Linked DNA regions of Mus musculus: regions 1 and 3 are each linked to region 2. The links are chromatin contacts, called in public Hi-C and promoter capture Hi-C maps. All regions are on one chromosome and are shown on one strand. Each heading gives the region's core, a stretch centred on a gene start, on an enhancer-like site or on the middle of the called end of the contact. The rest is flanking DNA. Distances are from core to core; before and after follow the strand shown.

Region 1 (3,513 bases), core at 795-3,294, 350 kb after region 2:
CAGTTACGAAATAAGATTAAAGAGGTTGCTCTCCTCCCTCTCACTCAACCAGGCATGTACGCCTTCACCTTATCGACTCTACAAACACAGTCAGTTTTGTTGTTGGCCACAAATCTTCAAACATACAAATTCTATGGCTCTTCAACAGGCTTGAATGCAAAACCAAAATATTTCCAAGCCTGGTATAAAGCTTAGCAGTACTTTTAATTCCAGAGAAGGTAATAAGGCTGAAATGCAATATTAGATGGTCCTAAGATGAACTGACCCCAAATTGTTAGGCTTCCTATAGGGTTTGAATGTGAGCTTGGGTAAAATAATTAATAATAATAATAATAATAATAATAATAATAATAACAATAGCAAGCAATACCTAGGTGAAAGGACTAGGTGTAATGCAAGCCTTGTCATCCACTGAGCACCCTACCAAATACTCTACATTTAAAAAATTATAATGTGCCTGAGGTAGAGAAGGATGTATCCCAACAGCTGTTTTCCACAGTTCTCAGCTACTCAATGAAAATCTGGTCTCGACATCTACATCTTCCCTCACCTTCCTCCTCAGTCGTAAATACTTCTCATTGTGCGTATACAAGTGTGTGTGTACGTGAGAGTGCACACGCTTGTGCATATGCACGTGCCTGTGGAGGCCAGAGAGGTCAACCTCAGATGTCTCCCTCAGTAGCTCTCTACCTGAGTTTTCAGAATAGGATAGCTCAGTGAGTCTCGAATTTCCCAACTGGCTTCACTGGCTGACCATCAAGCCCCAATGAGTTTTCAGGTCTCATTCTCCCAGTTCTGGGATTAGTGATACACGCGGTCATGCCTAGCTTTTTAAATGTGAGTATTGGGGATCAAATATAGGTCCCCTCACTTATGTAAGTAACTGATCCATTTCTCCAGCCCCACAATGCTCATTTTAAAGATCCGTGAGTATTTACTTTAATATAGAAACCAGTTCGACGATTTCATTTTCCTTGACATTTTCTGATTTCCATATATACATATATATGCATACATTTTTCTCCTCTTTTAAAACATATCGGGTTAGGTTTGCGTTGTAGTGTTTGCTGTTTGCTTAAGAATTTCCTGGCGTATGAGGCTGTAAAGAGCTGAGTGCAGGCAGCTTTCACTGGAAGTCCCACGTCACCATAAAAGCCTGTACTACTTTGGATTACTGCATGGCGGATTAAAAACCCGCGGATCAGTTCTAGGTTAGCCCTGATTAACTCCCCTGGGTGTTTCTGGGCCAGAGAGGGTGCTTGTTAGACTCAAACCTATACTTGTAGTCAGAGTTCACTGAACAAAGAGTTAATTTTTACTTAAATCGAAATCGGGCTAATCATGAAGCTGCCAGGAATGATCTGGAATATGAACTAAAGTGTGCCTGCAGTCGCGTCAGCTGAACCTTCTACCCCCACGGTTCTGTCTGCCCACATGCTTCTGTCTATCAGCCTTGGCCTCCGGATCCGCTCTCACGTCATTGGTTGGATTTCAGGAAGGAAGAAACCCAGGATTTAAAGGGCTCAGTTTTCCACCTGCCAGGCCGGGTCCAACTTGCCTTTGACACATATTTAGGGGAATTTCTACCAGTTCTTCATTTACTACACTGCTTGGTTACAGGAAACAAAGTCCCTGAGGGTGTCACCTTGACAATTTCCAAAACCGAAACTTGCGCTCAAGACTAGATCCACACTGAGTCTGCGAGGCAGAGTCCCTGCCCAGGTCATCAGAGCCAGCCCCGCGGGTAGGAGCGAGGGAGGGGCCTGGAATGGGCGTGGCTTTCCGTGGGAGAGTAGGACTTTGCCCCACCTCCTAAGAAGCCTGCTCTGCTTCCAGCCAGTCAGGTTGCTCTATGCAAATAGAGCCCGGGTCACCCCGGTAACCATGGTGTATGGCAGCCAATGGAAAACAGCCAGTGGCGACCTCGCTCCAGGATTGGTACCGAAGTAAGGCGACAGGGATCCAATGGACTGTGGGAACAGTCCTCGGCGGGTTGAGGGGCGGAGATATGCAAATATGGTTTGAAAAGCCGGCGGGAAATCTGAGTTTCGCGGGAGGACCTTGGCGCGTAAACCGTATCCCTTCATTCATTGTCAGCAGCAGCTTCCTGGAGCCATTTTTCAGCTGCCGGCCGCAGCACCCGGGCTGCCGCCACCGCCTCGCAATCCGTTGCATCGGCTGCCCCCGACGCCTCCATCCCTCCTCGGGGCCTGATATCCGTGCGGCCGGGACCCTCCTCTCTCCAGACCCCCGATTATTTTTGGCCCCCGGGGCCTGTGCGGTGCGGAAAAATAAAAAGAAAAGAGAGAGAGAGGGTTCGGAAGCGCCGGGAGGGGAGGCGAGAAGGAGAGACTTGGAAACTCCGGCTGCAAATAATAAAAGAAATTGAAAGCAATACGTTAATATATCGTAACACTAAAAAAGAGCAGGAGCGAGAGATGAGAAAGGGGATCCAGCCCGCCCTGGAGCAGTACCTGGTGACCGCCGGGGGTGGGGAGGGGGCGGCTGTCGTCGCCGCCGCCGCTGCAGCCTCCATGGACAAAAGGGCACTGCTAGCCAGCCCCGGCTTCGCCGCCGCCGCCGCCCCGGGCACGTACATCCAGATCCTCACTACGAACCCTTCCACCACGTCCTGTGCCACCTCCCTCCAAAGTGGCGCCCTGACCGCCGGCCCCCTTCTCCCCAGTGTCCCCGGCACGGAGCCGGCCGCCAGCAGCCTCTACACCACGCCACAAGGACCCTCCAGCAGAGTCGGGCTGCTGCAGCAGCCACCAGCACCAGGACGCGGCGGCGGCGGTGGCCCACCGGTAATACCCTCCTCAGCGTCCCTAGCCCAGGTGGGAGGCGGGCTCCCGGGAGCGGTGGCGGCGGGAGCGCGAGGCTGAGCATCGTGGGCCTCGTTGCTGTCCCTTCCAGCGTGTGCTTATTGTTAGACTCGGGGTGCTTTCCTGCGGACGTTGGGAGGACGTGGGGGCCTGGGCAGGCACGCGGGGCAGTGGGGAGTCCCTCTTTGAGAACCACATCCAACACTCCAAAACTTTTCGCGCCCCCCCCCCCTCCACTTCTTTTCCTGCACTTTTCCCTACCCCCACTCTCCCCTCCCTTGCAACTCGAAGCTTCCTCTTTCTCGGGCGTAGGAAGGGGTCACGCCCCGGATGGAGAAGGGGGTGGGGGAGGGAGTAGTGCACTGGAGAGTGGGGGACCCCAGAGGATGTAAACTGGGGGACCCGAGGCGTGCAAGCCTCCTCTCCTGTCTCTGCTGCCCCTGGGCGACTGGGGGTCCCGCAGGCGTGCTCCGAGCGCAGGGGCGCCAGTGCCTGGCACCTTTGGGGACCTAGCTCCAGGCAACAAAGGGGATCTGGGAGGTGGACGGGTATCGCGGTGGGGGAGGTGGAGCTGAGAGCCCCGGTGGGCCAGGGCTCGCGCTGTCTGCGACAAGGGGCCGGCGGGCGGGTGCTCCGGCCTGGGCGCATCTCCGCGGTGGCAGCGGCGGCGCCCGCGTGGCCGGAGCGC
Region 2 (3,569 bases), core at 1,069-3,568:
AGGGGACAATTCTCCCCCCAAACGAGACAGGAGACGAAGAAAATGAAGAAAGCTGAACGGCACATAGTGTGTCCTTCCTACACTGACCAGGGTAAGGCAAGATGACCGGAGCTCAGCAAGCCTCACTCAGATACTGTGATGGGCAAACATTTTGTAAATCTCTGGATAACAGGTTTTCACATAAGAGAAAACCCACTCTCTTCTAAGGTGGTGGATGCAGAGTTAGTTAGTTAGTTAGTTAGTTAGTTAGTTAGTTAGATGTTCTCTGAGTTCCAAGGAAGAGTAAAACTAGAAATTAAAACCTTGTAAAGGGGAAAATAAGCCAACACCACCAACAAAAACAAGGCATCCAGGAAGAGAAGAAGGGCTCAGAAAAGTCAGTCAATTTTAACACCTTACAACTTGAGGCCCCTCCCTAAACCTCAAGCAGTATATATCATACATTATAGGAATTGTCACCTGTGATTTGAGGATAGACCTGTGGACCTCTCACTAAGAAACATTTAACCAGAGATGTTAACAGTTTCGAAGACTTTTATCATGGGATAATAAGGTAACCAGTCTAGACTTTTATGTAGTCAGCAATAACCAAAAACCAGAAAGTATCGAGGTTTTAAAAGACTGTAAGAGACCTTCTGTGCAGTGACCAGAGACTCAGAATTGTTAGATAAATAAAAGCACTCTTAATATCGCGCAGCTAATTCAGGGTAAGAACAAGGAGGGTTCCTGGGCATTAGCAGGAAATTGATGGAGAAGTGACCGTCCAAGTGGGGCCTTAATGGCTCCAAAAAGACTTCCGAGATAAGCAAACAGGACAGGTAGTGTTTGTTTGTTTGTGGTTAAACCAAGGAGATAAAACACTAAAACAAGCTTCTTGGAGTCCTTATATTTGTAAAGTGGGTTAAGGCTTTTGCTTAGGGGCAATAAATACAGGGACTCGGTGGCGGTAACTCTCAAGAAAATCGCTTTAGGAATGAAGTACCTTGAAAAGGGAAACAATGATTACTGACTGCAGAGAGCAGGCTGTGAGGCTGCTCTCTCTCTCTCTCTCTCTCTCTCTCTCTCTCTCTCTCTCTCTCTTTTCCTGGAACGACACAGGAGGAAATTAATGTTGTCGACTTCCAAATGAGACCTCAGGGCACACAGAGTGCCCAAATTTTCCTGAAAAAAAAAAAAAAAAAAAAAAAGACGTCTCCCTGGAGTTGATGGTGGGTCTTTATGCTTAAGGACATGGGCAAACATGGACACCCGTAGCCTATTCTCCTGTGCTTAACCAAAGACAGGGAGCAGGTGAAGTCTTGAGCAGGATTGGCTTAAATTTTCTGGAGACCACCATAGTCTGAGGTTGCGGAGACACTGGCCTAAAGGTTTCTCAAGAAAGTGAAATGAGGTAGAAGAGTGGAGAGCCCTGCTCTCGCTCGCTCGCTTCAGTACTGAATCGGAGCCACTGAAATCCAGTGAGGACTACAGGCCAAGACAGCCTGCTGAGATGCAGCCACCAGCTTCTCCCCACTTCTGACTGAAGTATCAAAGCTTGGCTGGGAACACCTGTGGTTATGGCGTTTGGCCCCACTACCATCTATGTGATACTGATGATCCACTAGTAGAACCCGCACTGAGAAGAAGGAGAGAAGGCAGTGCAGGGTCATTGGCAAACAAAGGTGAGGCTGGGGACAATCTTAACTTAAGCTCAAAGTAGCACAACTTCAGATTTTGGCCCCGCGGTCATACAGGCTACGGTTAAATTCAGGTCACAGCTAAAATACAACAGTTATTTAAAAGCACGGCGGAAAACTGACTTGCTTGCCTCACATTTCTGTAGATTTCTAGCCTGTACTCGAAGAGTTTGATCAAAACATTATGACTCCTTTGGACCACGCTGCAAACGAGCGCACTTTCCTCCCACCTGATCCGGTGAAGGGCAGCCCCCTCCAGGCTCATTCCGCTGGCCGGGAGTGAGCTCGCTCCCCTGGGTCCCCCGGGTCCTCCGTGCCCAGTACTCTAGATTCAGATGTGGTGACAAGGAACCTACCCACTCCCGCCCCTGATCACCACGCTGGCGGGACGCCTGGGCTAGGACTCACCCGGGAGAGCAGCAGAGCTGGGAGAGCCGCAGAGCTGGTACTGGCTTCAGCCACCCCAGCGACCCACCCCAGCGACCCGTGGACCAGGACTCAAGCCTCGAGTCCTCTCCGGCCAGACAGCATCATCCAGTCCCTCCCAACTGCCTGGCGATCAGCAGCGAGGCACTTCCATATTTATAGCCTAGGGGGACGTTGCTACTCCGCAGGTTCCAACCCTAAGGCTTTGCACTCCTCCCTCGCCCCGCCCCGCCCCGCCCCGCCCCGAGACCCTCTGTCCAACCCTCTCCCTCTCCAGTTTCTGACGGAGTCTTCCCTGCTGCCAGTCACCGATGTGCCCTTCCAGATCCAAGCTCAGCTGGTCCTGAATCCCACATCCCAGCCTGAAGTGTTGAAGATGGAGGGAGGTGGGCGTAAGGCCACATGAACTGACTCCAAGATAAATGCTTCACTTAGAAAGAAGAAAAAAAAAATCTTGGAAAAATTTTAAGGATGAATTAAGGAACTCCCTTTCTTCGCTGTGGCTGACTCAAAATTTGAGGCCTGTGCTGTGGATTACATATGGCATGGATTAATTTCAGAGTTGTAAAATAAAAGATTATCAGTTCCTCCTAGTTTACACGTGGCTCAAGCTGCATTTATTTTAAAATAAAAACAGACTGCCAAAAAAATAGCACAAAATATTTGAGAACAAAATGAACTCAATTCTAAATTAGAAAGAAAGAAAGAAAGAAAAAAAGAAAGAAAGAAAGAAAGAAAGAAAGAAAGAAAGAAAGGAAGGAAGGAAGGAAGAAAGGAAGGAAGAAAAGAAAGAAAGAGAGAAAGGAAAGAAAGAGAGAAAGGAAAGGAGAGGAGAGGAGAGGAGAGGAGAGGAGAGGAGAGGAGAGGAGAGGAGAGGAAAGGAAAGGAAAGGAAAGGAAAGGAAAGGAAAGGAAAGGAAAGGAAAGGAAAGGAAAGGAAAGGAAAGGAAAGGGGAAATACATTCTGCAGTGTATCACGAGGCCAGAATTACTCTGATACCAAACTCAGGCAACACAGTACAAGCCAACTTCAGACTAACAGCTTCTATGGATGGAGATGCAAATCCTAATGAAGTGCTAGCGATTCAAATCCAGTGGAAAAATAAAGGTATTGAGACCATGATGTGCCCTGCTCTGAATTACTCGACATTGTGCAAAACAATGGCTTTCGACTGCAGAGTTTGTATTTTACAAGCAGCATTGACTCCACTTAAAGTGAAAATGCAGAAGTAGAATTCGCACCTTGATGTGCACATAAACATCATCTGCCTGTCACCAGCTACATGGCACAGATAGATTAACAATTTATTTCTTAAGGCAGAAAGCCCCCACCCCCACCCCACGCCCCATGCCCCGCTACTTAAAAAACAATCGAAGTAAATGGAGACTATAGCCACACACGCCGAGGTTAATATCAAATCTGGGAAACCAGGAGTGACAGCACACTGGACTGGCAAGACTGGAAAAG
Region 3 (3,276 bases), core at 653-3,152, 410 kb before region 2:
AGTGGCCCTAGCAGTCGGTGGTGGTGGCAGGAAACAGCGAATGGGCTATGCAAACGGAACCTCGGTCCCCCAGAGATGCCCCTGAAGCTGGAAGTTCTTTCCTCCACACAAACAGTATTGGGACCTGGTTTCTTGTGTATGCAATCCCCGGAGAGTTTGCAACCTCTTTCCCTTCTCCTGGGGACTTTGCCTAAGCAGGGTCCAATGCTTGATGCTCTGGCCTCCTCCTTGCAGGAGCCCACCTCTTAGTCCCTTGCCCGGGAGCCACAGACATTCAGAGCTTTCAGATTCCCCATCCCCACCCCCACCCCTGCCCAGGGATCCCTGAATGCTGCTAACCTTGAAGAGGGCAGCGTCCTCCTCACGATTGTAGTCCTGCTTGCCCGCGTGTTTCCACGGGATGCGGAAGACGCTCTTCTCCTCGTTCTCCCACACCAGCCCGGGGTACTTGCCGCTGTCGATCTGGTCGATCAACCACTGTCGGAGTTTCCCATTGCCGCAGCTCACTGCGCTCATGCCGAACTCTGAGCCCCGGCTGCCCGTCTCCAAGTTCATGACGCGTGCGGACCTCCTCCTGGGCTTGTGCGCTGAGGAGAGACACACATTCCCTGCAACTACCTTCGCATCACTTTGGAGGCGGGAGGAAGCCCCGTCCCAAACTCTTGCAGTGCCCACGAGGCCCCGAGTCTCTGAGGCTGCCAAGGTGCTCGGGTGCAGTGCCAGAGTCTCCGAAGTCCCCCAAGAGAAGGTACTTTGACGAAGGTATAGAGAGCATCCCTTGGCGCGCACCATCCTCCTCCTCCTCCTCCTCCTCCTCCTTTTTTTTTTGCCTGTCTGTTCTTTCTTTTATTAAAAAAATTAGGTAATTTCTTCATTTACATTTACATTAACACGCTCCGTTGAAAGCTCCTAGCTACACAGCTTCTCTGCAGATCCCAAGTCTTGCGCCACGCTGGGGCGCTCACTTTGCTCACTCGTCCCTCTGTGCTGGATCCAAGTAGCTTTCATCCCACTTTTCCCTCACTGTTTCTACACTTGCCCCTTCCTGGGTTTAGGTTGCCCTGGCTGCCCCAGGCGAAAAGGACCTGGCACATGGACTAGCCCTTGTCCAGGTCCTGTGTCCCTGCCATGCAGGTTTGCGGTACCTAGCTTACTCTCTTGACTTTCTTCTATGACACCCTTACTTTGTCCTCGGAATAACCCCAGGCCTACCCAACCAGAGACCATCACGTGGGTCCTGGAAGCAACAAGTGGAAGTCTGGTTATGGGGCAAGCAGCGCAGCCAAGAAACAGGAGATTCCAACCTGCAGAATGTCAGCGTGAACCCTGGCAGGAATGAAGCCGAGGCTGGGAATAAGGGGTGCTGCGGACAGCAACACTAGCACTCTTGCCAGAGAAGTGAAGAAGGGGCATGCGGGGAAAGGGGCTCTGAGCACCCTAAGTTTGGAGCTCTCAGCTCTTCTTGGCTGCCCGGCCTAGGAATCACGCTCTGGAGCCCTAGATGAGTTTGGGTCCTTTAGGAACCAGGGCTGGAAAGGAGCTTTCCACTGGAGCAGAGAGAGTCAGAGGCTGTCCCTCTGAGGACAAGCTGTGGCCAGTGCGATCCTTTGATGACACCACAGTCCCATTAGCTCGTCCCGCCCAGCCCGTGGGGGATGTTCTGGAACTCCCACCCAAACAGCTTCATACAAAACCCGAAGTGCACAGGTCCTAGGGCAGCGTAGATGAGCGGAGCCTGGGTCCGCTATCTCAGCATTCTCCCTCAGGCTCAGAGATGGAAGCCAGGCTTCCTCTGCCACCAGCCTCACACTCCTCCTTCTGCCCGACTACAGGCCTTACCTCACCCGCACTCTTAGCTGAGGGCAGCAAAGGGTCCCAAGTTCAAGTGGTGAAACTAGGAAAGTGAGGTGAGAAAGAGGAACTTTATAGAGCCGGAGGCGGAGTGCAGGGCGGGCGCTTCGGCCCCGCCTTGAGAGGGCGTGGCTTGCCCATACCCAGGACCGCCCCCCACCTCTGCCTTGTGCCTGGGTGTCCCGCAGGAACAGGAGCTTCGGACTAGAGCCCACCGGGTCAAGGGCTGTCCCACTTCAGACAAACCCTGGCTTTCTTCAGCTCCTCCTGTGGAGGGGGCTGGGGACTCTGATGTACTCAGAAATCCTCAACCGGATGGGACAAGTCGGTATGGCCCGTTCCTGTGAAGGTGGAGGCATGCAAAGGGGATACTGGAATCTGCACTGAGCATAGCTGATAACTACTAACTGCTCATGGCCAGGTTGGGAAGTGATGGAGAGTCTGGAGCACAGGGAACTTGGTTCTCACAGCATGTGACAGAAGAGATAGACTGAGAGAGGTCGGGAGCATCCTTGGGCAAAGCGGAGTCTTGTCTCTCTGAGCGTTTAGAGAATATCACGCTCACTAAAAAGAAAAATAGAAAGGCAAGTTTATAAGCCGTGGCCCAAATACTGTGTTTGAAACGCTTATACATGTTGGGTGAATGAAACCGACGAATTGAGATGACTCAGACAAGCACAGTCCCCAAAGTTTCAATCATGGCAACATAAAAGAGATGGGGGATCCCTGAGTACTCAGGTAGTTAGCGCGCTTCCGGATGTCAATTCACCTTAAAATGATAATTTTAACCTCAGCCTCGTGGGAGGCAGTTGCCGGTGAGGTACCAATGCCCCAAATAGAACAGCTAGGCTGACTGAAGGTTTTACTTTATTTTCGTGTTTTCTTTGACCTTCATATGTAAACTCCATGAGCTTTTGCCGCTGACTTTCTCCAGCTCAGCTTGGATGCCTGGAGCTTATATGTTATCTTGGTGTTTTCAGGTAAGCAAGCAGACTACCAGTTTCTGTATCATTTTAGATTACCACCACCACAGGTCAACTTGGAGCGTTTGTAAAGATTTGACAACTTTTTCATTTCACATGTTTCTCAGTTTTTCTTTTAATCTTCCATCCTGGGTTCTGGACTTTAGGAGAAACATCTGATTTTGGCCACAGGAAAACTGGTGCAGAGATGCCCACCGGCATGTTTTTTTTTCCTAACATCAACAGGCTTTCTCAGAAATTAACAGGATGCCATGTCGTTCTTTCACCCCAATTAGTTTTCCATTGTCAGAGCCCTGGTAGTAAACAACAGAGTTTCGTTCAAAGAAAATTTTGGTCACACCCATTTTCCCCTCTTCTTCCTTTGGGGTTTCATTCATTCAAAAATATTCTTTGAACACCTTCTGTCTGTCGGGAACTATCCCGGTCACCAGAGACACACCTC

What was found. Promoter capture Hi-C pulls out the DNA fragments that hold promoters and counts their contacts. A called contact is a pair of places that touch in the nucleus more often than the background predicts.
Region 1: a contact with region 2 is called in a Hi-C map of uterus. The contact joins the promoter of E2f3 here to the promoter of Agtr1a in region 2. A contact is called at or near these places in 5 of 39 promoter capture datasets (erythroid cells, hippocampal neurons, liver and 1 more), 2 of 484 Hi-C or Micro-C datasets (cardiomyocytes and uterus) and 2 of 9 other capture datasets (adipose tissue and pancreatic islet).
Region 3: a contact with region 2 is called in a promoter capture Hi-C map of the SN4741 cell line, with 2.6 times the contacts expected there. The contact joins the promoter of Irf4 here to the promoter of Agtr1a in region 2. A contact is called at or near these places in 2 of 39 promoter capture datasets (the SN4741 cell line and stem cell-derived epiblast-like cells).

Annotation. Positions count from the first base shown.
Region 1 is chr13:29,984,594-29,988,106 of GRCm38.p6, reverse strand. It overlaps E2f3 (E2F transcription factor 3), which reads left to right and starts at 2,044. Exons shown (of 7, transcript NM_010093.3): 1 at 2,044-2,807. The coding sequence starts at 2,439.
Region 2 is chr13:30,335,105-30,338,673 of GRCm38.p6, reverse strand. Agtr1a (angiotensin II receptor, type 1a) reads right to left here and starts at 2,318. Exons shown (of 3, transcript NM_177322.3): 1 at 2,085-2,318.
Region 3 is chr13:30,747,859-30,751,134 of GRCm38.p6, reverse strand. It overlaps Irf4 (interferon regulatory factor 4), which reads right to left and starts at 1,902. Exons shown (of 9, transcript NM_013674.2): 1 at 1,840-1,902; 2 at 340-587. The coding sequence starts at 555.